Linked DNA regions of Sus scrofa: regions 1 and 2 are each linked to region 3. Evidence: chromatin contacts called from public Hi-C and promoter capture Hi-C data. All regions are on one chromosome and are shown on one strand. Each heading gives the region's core, a stretch centred on a gene start, on an enhancer-like site or on the middle of the called end of the contact. The rest is flanking DNA. Distances are from core to core; before and after follow the strand shown. Region 1 holds the start of PLP2 (proteolipid protein 2). Region 2 holds the start of TFE3 (transcription factor E3). Region 3 holds the start of WAS (wiskott-Aldrich syndrome protein).

The links. Promoter capture Hi-C pulls out the DNA fragments that hold promoters and counts their contacts. Hi-C and Micro-C count contacts between places; a contact is called where the count stands out from the background.
Region 1: a contact with region 3 is called in a promoter capture Hi-C map of fetal liver, with 2.3 times the contacts expected there. The contact joins the promoter of PLP2 here to the promoter of WAS in region 3. A contact is called at or near these places in 1 of 5 promoter capture datasets (fetal liver) and 1 of 2 datasets of contacts at active chromatin or transcription factors (alveolar macrophages).
Region 2: a contact with region 3 is called in a Hi-C map of skeletal muscle, with 10 times the contacts expected there. The contact joins the promoter of TFE3 here to the promoter of WAS in region 3. A contact is called at or near these places in 2 of 5 promoter capture datasets (fetal liver and liver), 2 of 47 Hi-C or Micro-C datasets (heart right ventricle and skeletal muscle) and 1 of 2 datasets of contacts at active chromatin or transcription factors (alveolar macrophages).

Annotation. Positions count from the first base shown.
Region 1 is chrX:43,213,656-43,216,738 of Sscrofa11.1, reverse strand. It overlaps PLP2 (proteolipid protein 2), which reads right to left and starts at 1,367. Exons shown (of 5, transcript NM_001244435.1): 1 at 1,106-1,367; 2 at 1-16. The coding sequence starts at 1,201.
Region 2 is chrX:43,114,888-43,117,987 of Sscrofa11.1, reverse strand. It overlaps TFE3 (transcription factor E3), which reads left to right and starts at 1,611. Exons shown (of 10, transcript XM_003135074.6): 1 at 1,611-2,030. The coding sequence starts at 1,915.
Region 3 is chrX:42,772,989-42,776,065 of Sscrofa11.1, reverse strand. WAS (wiskott-Aldrich syndrome protein) reads right to left here and starts at 1,469. Exons shown (of 13, transcript XM_021080063.1): 1 at 1,251-1,469.

The DNA of each region.
Region 1 (3,083 bases), core at 118-2,617, 440 kb before region 3:
TCACCAGGCACACTACCTGGAAAGATAGGCGAAAGGGGGCTTCGATCGATCGACTCCAAGGGCTGAGGGCGTGGGTTTAAATTGGGGGTGGGGAGGGTCTCAAACTCAGATGCCCACCAGGACTGGGAAGATGACCAATAGCTAAACACTTAATGTGTGCATACTGTGTTTGGGATATTGTTCTAAGAGCTGTACAGGTATTAATTCCCTCAATCATCGCAACAACCTAATGAGCCAGGTACTATTATTAATACCTTTATGTCATAGATGAGAAAAGAGAGGAACAGAGAGACACGAGGTAACTTATCCAGGGTCACCTAGCTAGGGAGGGGTAGGGTTGGGTGCCTCAGTTTCCCCTCTTTTCCCTTCTAGGATAGCCCAAGGGGAGTGGTGCCTTCAGGTGGTTTTTGTGAGCGCTGCTGGCGCCAGCTTCAGGGCTTTGACGGGGCGGGACGTGCGGTTCCCCGGGCAACCCCTTTGGGAATCGGTGCGAGTGACACCGGAGGGGCAGGGCTCTGTTAAAGGCGCCGCACCTCTTTTACGAGCGACTCAAAGGAGGCACCCCCTTTGCCGGGGGTGGGAAACCGAGGCTCCCGAGCGGCCCCAATAGCTAAGGACCTCCCGCCCCGTCACAGAGGAGCGAGGAAGAACTGGGGTAGGACGGGTGGCCCTGCCCCGCGGGACAAGCGCGCGCGGGGGCCCCACCCCAACAGGTCCCGCCCCTGGGCGCTCTGCCAGCCCGCCCGCCACTGCCCAGGCCGCGCCACGCCCTGCCACGGGAGGATCCCCCACCACCCAGCCCCGGGAACCCCTTCTATGAGTCCACTAATGAATCTACGGGGTCTCCTTCCGCGGGGTCGCCCGTATGCCCTGTGGGCCTCGTGCCTGACTCCATGGGCCAGCAGCTGCCGACCACCTTCTCCAAACCTCACTGACTCGCCCTGCATGTGCCCCTGGTTTCGGGCCTCCGTCACCGACCCACCCACCCCGCGCCCCACTGCCGATCACCCGCGGCCGCGAGCCTGCCTCCCCCGGGGCTGCCCCAGTCCGCGTGATCCAGCCACTCCACCCGCCTTTGCCCACCAGCCAGTCCCAGGACACTTACAATCTCAGCCAACAGGACAAATCCCTTTCGGGTGCGCGAGAAGTTGGTGCAGGCGGCCCAGCAGCCCGGGGCCGAGAGGCGCTCGGAATCCGCCATGGCGTGGACCTGAGTCCCGAAGGGCGCCGAGGAGCTGCTCGCTTGCTTGCGGGTTCGAGGACGCTGCACACCCAACCGTCTTCCCCGCCGTCTGGCCGGGAAGGGGGCCCCGGGGCGAAGGAGGGAGTGAATCACCGCGCGGAGCAGAAGCGGGCGGGGCCGGAGCGGGCTGGGCCAGGTGGCTGCCGCCCCGGAAGCCCCTCGCCCCGCCCGCCAAGGATTCTCCTTGCCCAGCGCACAGCGCACAGCGCCCCCCACCCCGCCCCGGGGCGCCCCATCTCGGGCGGCGGGGGGGGGGAACTACCAGCTTCTGAGGCTCGGCAGTTCCTCGTAACGTGTGTTGAAAGGAGACGACCCTTCCCGTTTTTAGAATACAAATGTGCCTGGGGCTGCCTCAACTCAGAAATGTTTTGGCTTTGGGGAGGGAGTGCCTCAGTTTCCTTAGCTGGAAAAAGGGCCAAAGCCAGGGTTAAATTCAGGTCCGTTTTCAGAATTCAGCATATTTCGGGGTTTAGAGAGTTTTCCCAGTGCATATAAGATATATGACTTTTCTCAGCGGTGTCTGAGACTGCCCGGTTAAAAACTAACAAACAAACACGTTATTTCCTCATGGAATGGTGTGGCCGTTCACAGCAAGTGGGATAAGCCAGGACCAAAAATCACTCCTGGTTAAGTCAAGTTTTGTAACCAAATGAACCAAATGGTGCCCAACTTTGTGGGAAAACTGTGGGTCTCTGGAGTTTTTTTGGATTTTGGAATTGTGGACAAAAGGTCATAGACGGTGGAATAAACCTCTTAGTAGCAATGGGAATGGGACCTCGCCAGTGCACAGACCCGAGACAGAGAGAGAACAGAGCCTGTGGAGCATCACGCTGCTGAGTAGATGAGGGTGGACTTTTTTAATAGTGTCAGAGCCCAAGATATGATTCTCTGTTCTGCAATTCTGGGGAGGTCTTGGCCCTAAGTGCTGAGCTTCTGTTTCCTGCTTCTAAGTAAAGGGTCTGTCAGCCCAGTCCCAGATGAAGAATGGGGAAGGAGGACAGGCTTATTTATTGCTGGGAGCTTGGCAAGATGAGGGCAAGGCTCTTGGGTGCCAGGCTCGGTGAACAGGCTGATGACATTTGAAGAGCGTGTTATCCTGAGCGAGTAATTTCTCCTGACTCAGCCTCAATTTCTGCATCTGCGACATGCACCTGGTCACGGGCATCAGGATCTCCCCCAAGATGTGCTGAGGGGCACACCCTCCAGAGTGGGTGTTGCTTTCATTCTCATCTCATTGGAAGGCCAGGATGGTTCAACCAAGGCCGGTCTGCTTTCCGTCCCCAACCCGGAGTCCCACACAACCACAGAAGGGGCTCCCCTCTTTCAGCCCAGGTTGCCTGAAGAGTGATTGGATAGTGGAAGGCATGAAGCACACTTCCCAGAGCCAACTGTGTGCTTTCCAACTCTTTGAGGACGTGCCTGAGTTTCTAGAACAGAACAAACCCTGCTCTGCATCAGGGCCTTTGAACTTGCTGTCCCCACAGCTGTCAATATCCTTTTCCCAGCCCTTCAGACACCTAGCTTCTTCTTCTTTTTTTTTTTTTTTTTTTGGTCTTTTTAGGGCCGCACCCACAGCATATGGAGGTCCCAGGCTAGGGGTCCAATCAGAGCTATGGCTGCCGGCCTACACCACAGCCACAGCAATGAGAGATCTGAGCCACACCTGCGACCTACACCACAGCTCACAGCAATGCCGGATCCTTAACCCACTGAGCAAGCCAGGGATTGAACCTGCATCCTCATGGTTCCTAGTCGATTCGTTTCTGCTGAGCCACGACAGGAACTCCCCAGACATGTGGCTTCTGATCATTCAGGTCCCAGCTCAGATATTGTGTCTTCA
Region 2 (3,100 bases), core at 362-2,861, 340 kb before region 3:
GGAACCTTAATCCACTGTGCAGGGCTGCGGATCCAACCAGCACTTCCACAGCAACCTGAATCGCTGCGTGGCATCTTTAACCCACTGTGTCACAGTGGGAACTCCCCGTTTTGGAATTTGTATTGGTACCATATTGATTTTGTGAAAGATTAGTTTGGGGAAGAATTGTCACCTTTGTTATGTGGATGATGATGATATGTGTGTGTGTGTGTGTGTGTGTGTGTGTGTGTGTATGGGGACGTTCGTGTTTACCAAGTCGACTTGATAATAAGGGAAATAAGGGTGCCAATACAGAAAGGTACAAGGCAAATGGAAGTTCAGTGAAGTTCCCAGTGGTGCAACTGATGGGCATGGTCTTGGGATGCTGGGAAGAATTTAGGGAAGGTTGTTGGTCCTGGTGTTTTGTGAGTTGACTGTGCACCTGAAGGTGTGAGTGGGACCCTCCGCTGTGTGCAAGCCAACTTGCATACATTTAGCACACAGAGGAGCTCAATCAATGTTTGCTGTACCAGTGCACAAATGAGTGAATCAATTTTTTTATTTTTGTCTTTTTAGGGCCGCACCCGAGGCATATGGAGGTTCCCAGGCTAGGGGTCTAATTGGAGCTACAGCTGCCGGCCTCCGCCACAACCACAGCAACGCCAGATCCGGGGGGCGTCAGCGACCCACACCACGCTCACCGCAACACCGGATCCTTAACCCACTGAGCGAGGCCAGGGATCAAACCCGAAACCTCGTGGTTCCTAGTTGGATTCGTTTCCGCTGCGCCACGATGGGAACTCCTGAATCAATGAATTTTTGGAGAGGTTATTGTATACCAAAAAATCTGCTAGCACTATTCATAAATTACTTCTACTCCCTATAAAAATGTCGCCAGACAGGTATTAAGACCCCCATTTGACGGCCAAGAAAGCTGAGGCTCCGAGAGGGTAAGTCCCTTGTCCATATCCAAACCCAGTTCTGTATAACAACAGAAGTCATCCACCGAAGGGAGCGGATCTAATGTCCATCTTTCCACTCATTCAGCCATCCGTCAAGGATTTTACTAAGCACCTACAGTGTAGCACAACGACCTAGTACAACAACCGCTCTGAACAACAAAGAGCAGACGGAGCGCTTCCTGGAAGACCAGCTGGATCGCTGGACTGTAGGTACCGAGAGGGCAGGGTTTCTGGTGCGCAATTCAAGGGAACGTAGCTGCCTAGGCCTCAAGGCTTAGGCTTTGGCTTAGCAGGCACCGCTAGATCAAGGTTGGAGCGCGGTCTGGAGAGTGGATATTACGAATGCTGGCCGAGAGAGGGCGCGATTCCGCAGCTAGAAGCGTAGCCTGGAGAGCCTCCGCGCGCCGACCGGGCTTCAGTACGCAGGCGCAGAGGCCCTAAGGAGCGGCTTACTATCTTGCGGAGGGATAATTTGAGAAGAAGAGGCGTGACTCAATCAAATTACCTCTCATTGATTTGCCTCTCTCTGAGGGCGTGGCCTAGGTGCCCCCTTCTCGGAAAAAGGGCCTGCCGAATCTAGTCTTCTTTTGGCTTCGGAGGCGTAGCTTAGGGCGGGCCCTTGAAACATCCCTCGACGATTGGTCGTCTCACCCAGAGGGCGTGGCCCGGCGAGCTGTCTATCCATCATGCGGTCACTTCCTGTGGAGTTTCCCCAGCCCAGGGAGGAGGGGGAAGAGGACGAGGGGGAGGAAGGCGGTCGTCCGGGGTTAGGTTGGGGGGGGTGTCGGTCCGTTTAGGGCGGGGGATGACTCACGGCCCATCCCATCTCCCCGACGCCGCCCGCCGGCGCAGAGCTCGCTCCATGGCTTAGCGGAGGAGGCGGTGGCGAGCGGGGGAGGGGGACTCTTATTTTGTTGGGGGGACCGGGCCGAGGCCCGACCGGCCTGGCAGGGCTCGCCCGGGGCCGGGCGTCATGTCTCATGCGGCCGAGCCAGCTCGGGACGGCGTAGAGGCCAGCGCGGAGGGCCCTCGAGCCGTGTTCGTGCTGTTGGAGGAGCGCAGGCCGGCCGACTCGGCCCAGCTGCTCAGGTGCGGGGCCGCCTGGGACCGGTAGTGCTGACTGGGGTTCCCGGGGGCCTGATCTGGGGGCAGCGGGGGCCCAGGACTGTGATCGGAGGCCCTTGGCCTAGGCTTGGAGGACGTCGGGGCGCCCGACTTGGGGGGGGCACCTAAGGAATCTGGCGGTGGCCTGCTTGGACTGAGGCTTAAAGGAGTCGTGGAAGTACATTAAGAGAGGCCTTGTTCAGATTTGGGGGGCCCTTGACTGGGTCTAGAGGGACTGATTCTGTTGTGTCCACAAACTGGTCTAACGTCGCTGAACTTCAGGGACTGAGACTCTGATTAGAGGTTGAATTTGGGATTCTTGAGTCAGGTATGAGGAGAATGAATTTAAGGGGCCACTCTGTAAGTGAGGTACTGATTTTAAGGCTTCTTTTCCCCTCAGAGAGAGGGTCCTAGGAGTCAGAGGTGCTGTCTCAGGAGCTTGGTGACTCCCAGTGGCTGGTTGCTGGAGGCTGTGTTTGGGGAAACTTGACTCTGAAGGGATTTGGGGCTATCTCAGATATGCTGCGTGGGACCAGCCTTGGGAGTGTGTGCGAGTGCACAAGAAAAGCAACATTCATCAAGACTTGATCAGAATAATCCCTCCACTTGCCCACCCGTCCAGCTGGGTCAGATCCAAGGGATAGTGGGAAAGTCCTCTTCTCACACCCTCAACAGGGGCTTGAATGGGAGTCAGTCAGACAGACAGGCAATGGAGGTGGTGCTAACACTTAACTCATTGAAGGCCTCATCAGACCTTATTGGGGAACCCAGAGGAGGATCTTGTTCCTGAGGCCACCTGCCCTAGCCTCTCAGCCAGCCCTTTTCACCCCCTACACACACACACACACACACTCAGACACAGGTACTTTTTTTTTTTTTTATCTCGCCCTCCTTGTCTGTCTCTCAGGCCCTGGAGACAATCTTGAATCTGACCCCAGAGCTGGAATGAGCACCAATTGCACCATCCCTGGCTGGGTAGTTCTTCTCTGACCTCTCAGCCTCACTTCTATCAACAGGCCTGTAAGCCCCAGCCCTCTCAGTCTAGTGCCCACCGC
Region 3 (3,077 bases), core at 220-2,719:
TGGTGGGGGTGGAGCGAGGAAAGGGCATGCACAGAAAAGCAGAGACACCTGTGGACATTAGAATTGCTCAGTGGAGGGGTTCCCATTGTGGCGAAGCGGGCATGAACCCAAGTAGTATCCATGAGGATGCAGGTTGGATCCCTGGCCTCACTCAGTGGGTTAAGGATCCAGTGTTGCCTTGAGCTGTGGTGTAGGTTGCAACTGATGCTCAGATTGCACATTGCTGTGGCTGTGGCAAAGGCCAGCAGCTACAGCTCCAATTGGACTCCTAGCTTGGGAACTTCCATATGCCTCGAATGTGGCCCTAAAGAGCAAGAAAAAAAGGGGGGGGGGAATTGCTCAGTAGATAGAACCCATTATGAAGCCTCCAGCTTTGGCTCTGGCTCTGGCACTTACCAGTTGTTAACCTCTAGGTGCCTCAGTTCTCTCATCCATAAAGTGGAGATAATAATAGCAGTTAAGACTGTTGTGAAGACTGAATAAACTCATTCAAGTCGAATGATGAGGACATAACACGTTATAATTAGTCATCGGTGTGTGTTTTCATGAAGTAGCCCAGTAACTTGGAGATAAATGAACTATCCCTCCCTCAGCCTAGCATTGTCACCCCTGTCCCAATCCTCTCCTCACTGTCCTCCATTAGACGTTCAGGTCCAACCATCATTGGCGGATGGTCAGAGACCTTCCCACTGCCCTTTCTCTATGTTTCCTTGCTGCAAAGCCCAACTCAGAGATCCATTCTCTGGGACCATCCAAGACTCCTCCAAAGCCAGGACATACTCCTAGAGACCTCCCTGCCAAACTCGAAGTCCCACCCACCACGTTTTATGCCCTCCTCCTTCCACCTGCAGGGGAAAACACCGTGCCAGCCAGCCTTCTCCTTCCCTTCTAGGCTGGTGCTGCTAACCTTGGACCAGGCGGAAGCCAAAGGTGCCCTCGTAGTCCCTACACTGCCCACAACCTCAAAGTCACCACCAACGCTCCCTAAATGGGTACTCCCTACCTCTCTACCACGATCTGTGACCCCCAAGTGTCTATTTCCCAGCCTGTGTGACACCAGAAGGGTCCACACCCGAATTTGTATGACTCTAGGAGTTTCCACTTTCCGGTCTCTGAGTACCAGGGACCGCCCACACCCTTGACAGGGAGCCCAGGAGTAATCCATTCCTGCAGCCTGGAACGGACTACTGAGGGCCGGGGGTGGGGGTTGGGGGGGGACGCAAAATGGAACAGTCTGCCCAGGATCGTACCACTGCGGAGAGGGTGGCCATCTTGTAAGAAACAATTTTGTTTGTGGTGGAGGAAAAAAACGGCTGCCTCATTCCCTAATGGAGAAAGGACTGTCGCCATCCTGCTTGTCCCAAGATTCCTGTACCGTCCTCCCGACTCCCAGCCGCTTCAGGGGGGTGTGCTCACGCTGGTCGCGCCCTCAGCAGCTCTTACACCCGCCATCTTAAACCACTCTCACCGTCCCCTCTATTCCTTAATTTCGAAGTAGCTCGCTAAGCAGCGGAGCCGGTAATTGGCTCAGGGGTGGGGAGAGCAGGATCCAGGGCTCTGATTGGTCGATAGTCAAATTCTCCTCCCAGCTCTTCTTTGAAGCTGCAAGGGTTCGGAGAATAACACAGCCCCGCCTCCGCTTCCGCGCTCCGGGCTTCCATTGGTCACGGGTTCGGAGCATGCGCAGTGGGTGCCAGACCCTTGTGCCTGGCCTCTTAAGCTGCACTTTGGGGCTTTCGTGTGATGGGTTCGAATACCGCCTCGGAGGTTCAGATTGTTTACGTGTAGAAGGGGTAAAAATTAATGTTTACTCCTGGGGGTTAGTAAGATCACACACCAGGGCGTGGTGCCTAGTGCACTGAGCCATACAATCGTAAACTCTGTAACTATCCCACTAGGGTTTTCTTGCCACTGCCCAGGGGTTCTTGCATTCATTATTCTCTAGTCAAAACAAAAGGCGTTCTTTGAGTTTTAGGAAAACTCTCAGAAGTTACTTTAAATAAAAGTACATCTTGCCACAATAGGATGAGCACAGTTGGGCCAGGACTGAAAATTGCGGTGAACATCTTGTGGTCTTCAGATATGATGTACTAAAATTATTAATTTTACTCCTGAAAAGACTGGTACAAAATTACAGGAGTTCAAAGCCCTGACAGCGAGGCCTTTGACAAAATGTATTTAAGAGAATACAAACTTTACCCAGTATTCAATGTTGTGCAAAGCGATGGTTAGGCCTGGTCAGACCACGACAGGATTGCTATGATTGCTAGGTGTTATTTAATGTACATCACAGTGATACCTACTTTAAAGTCTGCAATGTTTACATTATATATGTAAACTAAACTATAAGTCTAGATTATATGCATTATATAAATATAAATACATACATGATTCACAGGGATATAGATGGTATAGGTGGGGCCCCAGTTCACTGGCCTGGGTCAGTCACATGCTGAAAGGGAGGGGACTGTTGATCATTTAACACAGTGCCCCCAATTTTAGGAAGCCTGTGCCCTGAGTCTCCCGCTTTCACCAGACGGGACAAATTTCTCTTAATTCACTCAGAAACTCCAAGTGTATGCCCAGCACTGCCTCCACTGCTGAAAACACAAGCAGGCCTTTGTATCAGCTCTGATTCTATTACAAGTGTGCATATGGGCACTTGAGGTGCTGGGTAGAAAAAAATCGAAAGGTCAGTTAAAGTGTGAGCACTTGGTCATCACTAAATGTTTCTGATGGTGACCGGATTTGTAACATATACTTCAATTTTGTATCTACACTCAGGGTCCACAGTTGGTGAGGGGTGCATTGTTTTTGAGATCTTGCCCTAATGCTTATAGTATGGTATGAACCAACATGCAATACGCTATATAGTTTCTTTTTACAGAAAAACACCCCAAAGTGATACAATTAAAGAAGACAGAAATGGAAGGTCTTTAGCTTATGAATTAAAGGATGAGTCTATTTGAATAAAATAAAAGGATTTAAAAAAAAAACTCCAATAAATAGGAGAGCCTGTCGTGGCTCAGCAGGAACAAATCTGACTGGTATCCATGAGGACGCAGGTTCAATCCCTG